Linked DNA regions of Gossypium hirsutum: region 1 is linked to region 2. Evidence: chromatin contacts called from public Hi-C data. All regions are on one chromosome and are shown on one strand. The core of a region is the stretch at or near the end of the contact, and the rest is flanking DNA. Distances in the headings are between cores, read along the strand shown. Region 1 holds the start of LOC107951139. Region 2 holds the start of LOC107951046 (auxin-induced protein 22D-like).

Region 1 (4,500 bases), core at 1,144-3,643, 250 kb before region 2:
AAACACGAAAAACCAGAGAGGAAGTCAATGATTATATACTTACAGTAGATAAAGATTGATATGTGCCTTCCTTCCAACATCTATCTCGAAGAATGGCAGGATGTGCACTCCCATCAAAAACACAATAGATGCGGGTGTCCCACAATCTAAGTAGCACTTTATCAACCAAAAGTAATTAGAAAAACTGAGCAAGTGGCTGAAAGGGGAAATCAATTCAGGAGAAAAAAAAGAGTGTAGTGGCATATGTATTAAGAGTTTTTCAAGCAACCAGATGAACCAGAAATTAGCATTTCTTCCAGGATACAAAGGGGAAAAAAAATGAAGAGATGGTTAAGAAAATGTCAACCACAAAGATTTGCATAATCAAAAGCATTTTGTAGTCACCCACTTACCCAAAATTGTAAAAGAAACCAAGAACTTGGCATGACTCTTTGACAAAAGAAAATAATGCAATTAGATGCCTTCCATTCTAACCTTTCCAAGATTATACCCATTGTAAAAAAACAAAACTTGTCTAAGTTACCACTTTCACAGTGTATTTACAGTATGGTGATTAAAATTGATGAATTCAAAAAGTGATAAAATAAAAATGTAATAGCAGAAATTAAAGAAAAAGGACAGGAGATCAAAGAAGCAGGATAATTTCTTATAAAATAGAAAGGGATGAAGACAATGCTCCTTTAGTATTTGAATGCGAGAAAACAGAATAGGGTTCTTCAAAATTTGCTCTTTTCTTTCTCGTCAATATACATGCACTTTCAGCAATAAATAAAGAAGGATATTATTATGTTTTTCTTATTCTCCAGCATATTTAGCTAAAACAAAATTCAGTGTTCTTTGTTTTCGCTTGTAATTTATTACTTAGCCAAATACCAGAAAATGATGCAGGAAATATTCAAAGTAAAAAATAGAGCGCAATTACCTGAAGGCAGATTATCGGCGGATTTAGAGAGCGTAAGGATGTGGAGCATTTTTATATGATCATTCATAGACCATGCAATAATACATAGTCGGTAAGCATAGTATTAGTTTAGTTTTAGTACCACTACAAGACTGGAACAGGAATCTGTCTATGTCGGTGTTCATATTCATAGTTGATCCCAACCTACTCTCTTTTTTTCCCCCTAATTCTACTTGTTTTCTTTGCTTTGCCCCAAAACCAAATGTTTCCATTCATCTCCAAGGACATAAAATGAAAGAAGATTGAAGTTGGGAAGATGAAGAAGTTTTAAAAGAAAGGTAAATGTAATTTTAGGAGGAGCATTCAAGAAAAACCTGCGTAATAAACATGAATACTTCCCTAAATGCAAACTTAAGAATGTTAAGAAAAGCATACAAAATACAATGTATCGTCTTTCATACAATGTTTATAGTTTAAGACACTGACCTCATCACAGAAAAGAATTGGTTCTTTTCATGTGAGCGCAGCGACATCAAGCTGCAGTGTGCAATCCTCCTAATGGAGGCCTGAGCTCCCCTCTGAAATTTCTTCCCTTGGGTTCTGATTGCAATTTAAAATGACAACAAAATCATCATCAATCACTATCCTAAATATCCTAGGACACAAAAATAAACCTTTGCAAAGTTTCCTAGTCTCTAAATTCTCAAACAAAAATAGCTAATGCATGACATAGAACAAAAGCCTAATTCTAGCAGATCCTTTAAAAGAAAATACAACTTGTCTGAATCAAGCTCAACCATGTCACTTCCACAGTCATAGTCCAATATCATGCTGGAACGGTTTACTGAAACATCCAAACAATCAATTGTGCTTCACTTTTAGTTTAATATTCAAAAGTAAAATAAAATCAAACTAAATGATCGTAAAACTGAATTTAAATCACCAAAAACGTTAAATAAAATAATTGACATTTCTTTTTACCTTCTGAATTTCCATTGAGCAGCAGAAGGAACTTTAACAGGAGGCAAACCTTCATGTTTCCAACCGTAAAAAGCATCTAATGCATTACGACAGTTGTGGCAGTAGAGACCGACAGTGACAGCGACGGCGACGTAGCAGAGGGGTTAGTCGAGGGCGATGCACCAGGTGGTCCGGTCGGATTCTTCGGTGGCAAATGGGTTGGGAACTTGGGGATGAAAATTTAGGGATTATAGGAGAAGAGAGGGAATTGGGGAAAATTAAAAAGAAACTGTACGTTCCCTTGAAAGCCTAGAATTAAAAGAAACCCTAACAGATCGAGAGAAAAGCAGTAGCTATGGTGGGTGAATTTAGTACAGTGAAATGAAAATGAAAAAGAAGCGTGATTGTATTGACTTGGTGTTGTTGGAAGCAAACTTTGAGAGTAAAAAGGGACAGAGATGAGAAGAACAGGGAGGAAAGCGGGTAAACAAAATTTTTTTGGGGGAGTGAGCGGGATTTTGATTTCCCTTTTTGCGGCGTTTTCAAGAAAAATGCCGCTATAGCTCTATTTTTTGTGACGTTTTCCCCAAAAACGTCACTATTGTCCAATTTTAAATTTTTTTCATTTTTAACCTTTTCTTTCTTTTTCTCTTTCAAAATTTTTCTGCTGAGATTATATTTTTTGGAATTTTTTTAATTTTGAATATTAAATTTTTTAATTGAAATATGGATTAAAATTTTAATTTTTTAATTTTTTAATTTTTAATTTTTAATTTTTTTATTTTTAAATTTTAAATTTTAAATTTTAAATTTTAAATTTTAAATTTTTTTGAGGATTTTTATAATTTTTAAATTAACATACAAAATATAAAAGGAAACTTTAACATAAATAAAATGGAATCGATGAATTAAAAAAAATACAAAATGACACAGCAATACAAGCATATTCTTTTAAGTATGGTCCGCATTAGTTGTTTAGATTTTTATATAAATGGCATTTAATTATATGTATACACCTAAATTTTGATAGAGATACATTTCATAATTATATATGAATTTTGGTTTAATGTGTAATTGTAGACATGAAGTTATAATTGTGGTTTAAATGTATAGTTAAAACTTTAATTTTTATTTAATCATACACATTTTAAAAAATAAATACATCAATATATTTTTATATTGAATAATTATAAATATTTATGTATGCAACATATAAATATAAAATGATGTTATATCAATAATTGTGTTAATAATTTACAATACCATAAACCATAAACACTAAAACCCTAACTATAAACCACTAAATCCCAAATCATAAACCCTAAATCATAAACTTTAAAACACAAAACCATAAACTCGAAATAATAAACATTATTGTGTAAACAATGTGTTTCTATTGTATAACCATAATTTTTAATAATTATTGTAATTTTATGTGACCATAATTATAATTAATTAATTAATCTAAACCCTAAACTCCTAATCTCTAGTCCCTAAATCATAAACCTTAAATCCTAAAATATAAACCCTAAACCCCTAACCCCTAAACCTTAAACCCCAATCCTTAAACCATAATCTCTAAACCCATAATCCATAAACCTTAAAATAGTAACTTATAAACCTTAAACCCTTAATCATATGCCCTCAACTGTAAACCCTAAACTATAATGATAATTAATTCAATATTTTAAAATTAATACTATCCATTTTACAATTATATAAGAAAATATTTAACATATAAGAAAATATTTAACATATAAATTAAAAAACAATCAGTCATATACCAAAAATCTTTAAAATTATTTTAAATAATAGCATTTTAATTTTTTCATTTTTAACAAATATTTTTCTATGTTTTTACTTTCAAAATTTTTCTATGTGTCATTATTTTTCTGAAGAATTTAAATATTCAATTAAAAATAAATTGTATTTTAATATAAATAAACCAGTTAAATTATAAATAGACAGATGAAATGTTTTTTGCGGGGCCGCTAATACTTGATCTTTAGCGGCGTTTTTAAAAAAAGCGCCGCTACAACCACTAAAAGCTCAATATAAAACGATGTCATTTTGCAAAAGTTTTTGCGGCTTTTTAAAAAAAACGCCACTAGAGCCACCAAAAAGTGCTAAATTTTTTGCGGCGTTTTTTGAAAAGCGCCGCTAAAAATTAAGCATTAGCGGCTTTTTTTAAAAAGCGCTACTAATACTCGATCTTTAGCGGCGTTTTTAAAAAATGCCACTAAAGCCACTAAAAGTGCAAAATTTTTTGTGGCGTTTTATGAAAAGCGCCGCTAAAAATCAAGCATTAGCGGCATTTTTAAAAAGCGCCTCTAATACTTGATCTTTAGCGGCGTTTTTTAGAAAGTGCAGCTAATGCTCGTTTTTTAGCAACGTTTTAAGAAAAGCGCCGCTAATGCTCGATCTATAGTGGCATTTTTCATTCAAACGCTGCTAAAAACCTGTTTTGCTGTAGTGTTTATATTAAAATAATGAAGGGGTCATTTTCTTTTCTTTTTTTTTTCATCTGAAACTGAAATCGATTTTCAGGGTTGTCGGCAATGGCATAGAAGGGGAAAGTGATGTGTTCCATACAGAAGAAGGCTTGTACCTAGTAGAAAGGGTTAACAAGTATGGGGATG
Region 2 (4,639 bases), core at 1,467-3,966:
TTCAGGAATTTATTTCCTCTACTTTTTAAATTTCAAAATTCAGGCCCAACTATTAACATTGTTAATCTTCTTTTTTTTTTGGTTAAATTTATTAGTGTGACATTTTGAAATTAAAAAATAAATTCACTTGGTAGCCTTGTAAAAAAATGGTCTTGTAATAAACATAAATTTAATAAAATAATTTTAACAGTGTTGACAATTAAATTTTAAATTTTAAAAAATAAACGACTAAATTTCTAAAATTATATTTTTTAAAAGCAAGACTATATTATATTTTAATTTGTGGAGAAGAGGATGAGATTTGGGGGATCTCCTTCTATTTCCAATCCAATCACTCATTGAGATATTTGAAGATCAAAATTTGTGGGTTTTTTACAAAAATAAGATAAAAAATAAAATAATACTAAAATAATGCAACTAAAAAAATATTTATGAAAATGGTACATTCCAGGGTGGTGCCGCCTATGGCAGTGGCGTGACCACCCTGGCTCCGACAACTTCTGCCATTTTCTGTTTAAAAAAAAGGTTAAAAACGAAAAAAAAATCTGAAAAGAAAAAAAAGGGATTTGCCTGACAGCACCAGTCACGCCTTCCCCATAGGAGGCACCAATGCTGCTGCCATGGAAGAAGAAGAAGAAGAAGAAGAAGAAGAAGAAGAAGAAGAAGAAGAGGGCAGCATGAAAGGAAAGAAAGAAAGAAAAAAAAAAAGAAGAGAGAGGGAAGGAAAGAGAAAAATAAGGAAAAAATAAATAAAAAGGAAAGTTTAGGGTTTAGGGAAGAATAATTAAAATTTTTAAAAGGTAACTTTTTTTGTTATAAAATTTAATTTGTATATACAAATAATAAAGAAATATTATTATCTGTAAATATTTAAGTTTATAAATTTGTAATATTTATTTTTATTTTTCTCTTAATTTATTCAATAGAAATATTATATGTTAATTGTATGTATTGTCATTTTAAATGTCGGTATAATTTTTTTTATGTTATTTTAAAAGTTGATATAATTTTTTAACTCATAATTTAATATAGTGTAATATTTTGCAGGTTAATTGTACAAGATAAGTAACCAATTTGTAATGATTAATTACAACAGATAATTATAACATGCCAAATAATTTAAATTATATAAAAAATATACCTAATCAACCTAAAACACACATAACAAATAAATTACATAAAAATAAAACATTCTTTGAACATAACATAAATAGGTTTTTTTACTTCAATAAATATTAAAAATAAATTATAAATCAATAAAAATATAAAATAAATACAAACATACCTTAATAACTTTTTTTAACCAAATAATACCTTATAAAAATAAAATTAAATTCCAATTAAATCAAAAATAATAATAATAATAAATTAAATTTTATAACAAAAAAATTTTATATTTTTAACACTTTAATTATTCTTGTAAAAAACCAAAAAAGGAAAAGAAATAATAATTATAACAATTAAAACACGTGTTTAATTATTCTTTCCTAAACTCTAAACTTTCCTTTCTATTTATTTTTTTCCTTATTTTTCTCTTTCTTTCCCTCTCTCATCTTTCTTTTTTTTCTTTCTTTCTTTCCTTTCCCACCGTCCTCTTCTTCTTCTTCTTCTTCTTCTTCTTCTTCTTCTTCCATGACAGCAGCACTGGTGTCACCTCTCCTCTAGGCGTAACCTGTGCTGTCAGGCAAATCCCTTTTTTTTCTTTTTTTTTAATAGAAAATGACAGAAGTTGTCGGAGTCAGGGTGGTCATGCCACTGCCATAGGCGACACCACCCTGAAATGTACCATTTTATTAAATACTTTTTTGGTTATATTATTTTAGTATTTTTTTATCTTATTTTTATAAAAAATCCAAAATTTGCGAACTGGACAAGCCGGCAATTTCAGTCACTCAATTTACACAAATACAATAGGACTAAACCAACCTTAGAGACACAACAACAAAGAGGTAGCAGCATTGGAAATGCCACATGACACGTTACATTTTACAAGTCATCAATTAAAGAAATATCTCACTGTTGTCAACCCCACATGTAATTGCCTTAACTATCAAATCACATCTACGTGGGACCTCCTTTTCACATGTTGCTGTTCCCAATCCCCCTCCTAATACTACCAAATTTTTCTAATTTTAAATTTCATCCCTATTTTATGAAAATTAATCATTTAGTCCCTTACAATTTGATCTTCATACTTTGGAAGTAGTTTAATTGAATAATATTGTTAATGCTTAATGTCAAATCATTAACCTAAAAATCAACAACTGAATTAACTTCTCAATTTTCAGATATAAATGAAAATCTAAGTTTTGTAAAGTAAAGGGATGAATTTCACAATTAGACTCTCCAATGAAATCCTCACCCTCAGACCCCCAATCTCAGCCGTCCAATTCCGTCCACATTCTTCAATATCATCGGGTGTGGTTGTCCCTCCCTTGTCCCCTTCATTTGGTGCGCCCAAACTCGACACTGCCCCACATGTAACAGGCAGCCATATCTATAGTTGTCTGGGATCCCAATCCACGCGCTTTGCTCAACGTGTCCCCGAATCCCAAGTCATTGTGTCGTGGAGGAAGCGCGTAGTACACCGCGTTCGCGGGATACCATTTGTCATTTCTCATCAACGAAATACATGCAGGAGAAAGCAAAGTCACCTACAGCCCAGATATTGTCCCTTTCAAGCCCCCCGATAAAACTAGTTACCCTGCCCTCCCCAGCTTCATCATCATCAACATACAGTTACAGCAACCACAAAAAAAAGGAGAGTTAAAAGAGTTTTTAAAAGGAATCTGCAAAAGAAAATTCATCAACTTGTACAAGATTTGGAGCAACATTGAAGGATATAGCAATGGAAAGGAGAGTGAATTACGAGAATGATCTCAATCTCATGGCAACTGAGCCAAGATTGGGATTGCCTGGTTGTGGTGATGATGAGCCCCAAAGAAAAACAAATCCCAGTATCAGAAATAATAAAAGAACTGTACCTGAGATTTCTGAGGTATCGAGTTCTGAGAGCAATTCTAGCATTACAATGTCTGGGAGTGATGATCAAGACAGTCCCCCTCCTGCCAAGTAAGTATATATTTACCGGTGAAGACTATAGGGTAAGGCTGATAACAGAATCTTAACGTAAAATTCCATGGATTAATGCAGGGAACAAGTTGTAGGATGGCCACCAATCCGATCAAACAGGAAAAATTGCTTACAAAGTTCCAAGAGAAATGAAGTTGAAGGGATGGGGATGTATGTGAAAGTAAGCGTTGATGGAGCTCCTTATCTCAGAAAGATTGATCTCAAGGTTTATGGGCGCTATCCTCAACTCCTCAAAGCTTTGGAAAATATGTTCAAGCTCACCATTGGTAAGATTTCCCTTGACAAATTAAATTAAATTAAATCAACCCTATGATAAAAAAAGCTATAGTTCTGATTGGCTTATTGATCTGCAAATTTAAAGGTGCATACTCAAAGAGGGAAGGCTACAATGGATCTGACTATGCTCCTACTTATGAAGACAAAGATGGTGACTGGATGCTTGTTGGAGATGTTCCCTGGGAGTAAGTTTTTTTCTCCATACTTAAATATATATTGAATTCCTTTAGTTATAATTACCAATAAACTCATTTTTTTATTCTCTCATTTGTTTACAGGATGTTCATTTCCTCCTGCAAGAGGCTGAGAATCATGAAAGGATCAGAAGCTAGAGGGTTGGGCTGTGTATGAGCCACCAAATTATTTAACAAGAAGGAAAGTTTTCTTTGGCTTTGGATAATCCAAATTCTACAAGGAAGATCAATTTGGTCTTCCTGGAAAGTGAGGGGGCTATTTGCTAGAGAAAAATTTCTCAAAGATTTGACAACATGGCTGGCCTTTTTAGCCTCCTCTATGCATGTCAAATATCTATACTTGTTTTATAGCACAAAAACAAAAAGGCACGATATTAAAGAATAGTTAAGATCCAATCCAATTGTACAAAACGACATACACTATTGCTTTATCATTTTTCCCGTATACGAAGAAGATTAAATAAGAAGGCAATAGAATACAGTTTATGCATGTACTGTTTTGATTAGAATTTTAGAGCAAACATACTATGGTTGTTTGTATGAAATCAAACTGGCTTAGTTCTTTTAACTCATGACATCCACGTATTCTTTTTGTGGAGTAGAGAAACCATATCATCTAAAAGTAAGATTTACAGCAAAAAAAAAAAAAAACAGAAGGTTTAGAACAAGGACAAGGGCAGGTTCCATCTTGAATTCATCATGTTTAAGTTGAAATTATCAATACTGTCAATAATAAGGTTCAGTGTGAAAGCAACCTTTGAACTAAAACAGTCGGCAGAATTTGGTTCTTTACCAACTGATGGCATAATTTAAAAAGTCAAGAGCAATTAAATAAAGGCATAATCTTGTGTCTAATAACGCAAAGCTTGGATGTTGCTGTAGGCTTCTCTAGAATGTATCTCGTTGTTGAAAACCTCATCATTTTCTGTATTTAATGCCAACATGGATCATGTTTAGTGGATTTTCCATACAATTTCAACTGTGGTATAAGTTATGAGATTGACCTAAGTTGCTCTGTACCGGATGATTAATGACCATTTTTTGGATTGTGACTTGCATGTAAGAAGGCCACAATT

The links. A called contact is a pair of places that touch in the nucleus more often than the background predicts.
Region 1: a contact with region 2 is called in a Hi-C map of leaf, with 1.9 times the contacts expected there. The contact joins the promoter of LOC107951139 here to the promoter of LOC107951046 in region 2. A contact is called at or near these places in 12 of 34 Hi-C or Micro-C datasets (callus, hypocotyl, leaf and 1 more).

What each region holds. Positions count from the first base shown.
Region 1 is chrA08:10,435,481-10,439,980 of Gossypium_hirsutum_v2.1, forward strand. LOC107951139 reads right to left here and starts at 2,394. Exons shown (of 7, transcript XR_001698345.2): 1 at 1,883-2,394; 2 at 1,388-1,501; 3 at 44-156.
Region 2 is chrA08:10,681,407-10,686,045 of Gossypium_hirsutum_v2.1, forward strand. LOC107951046 (auxin-induced protein 22D-like) reads left to right here and starts at 2,717. Exons shown (of 4, transcript NM_001327583.2): 1 at 2,717-3,072; 2 at 3,154-3,359; 3 at 3,455-3,554; 4 at 3,648-4,053. The coding sequence starts at 2,849. The coding sequence ends at 3,720.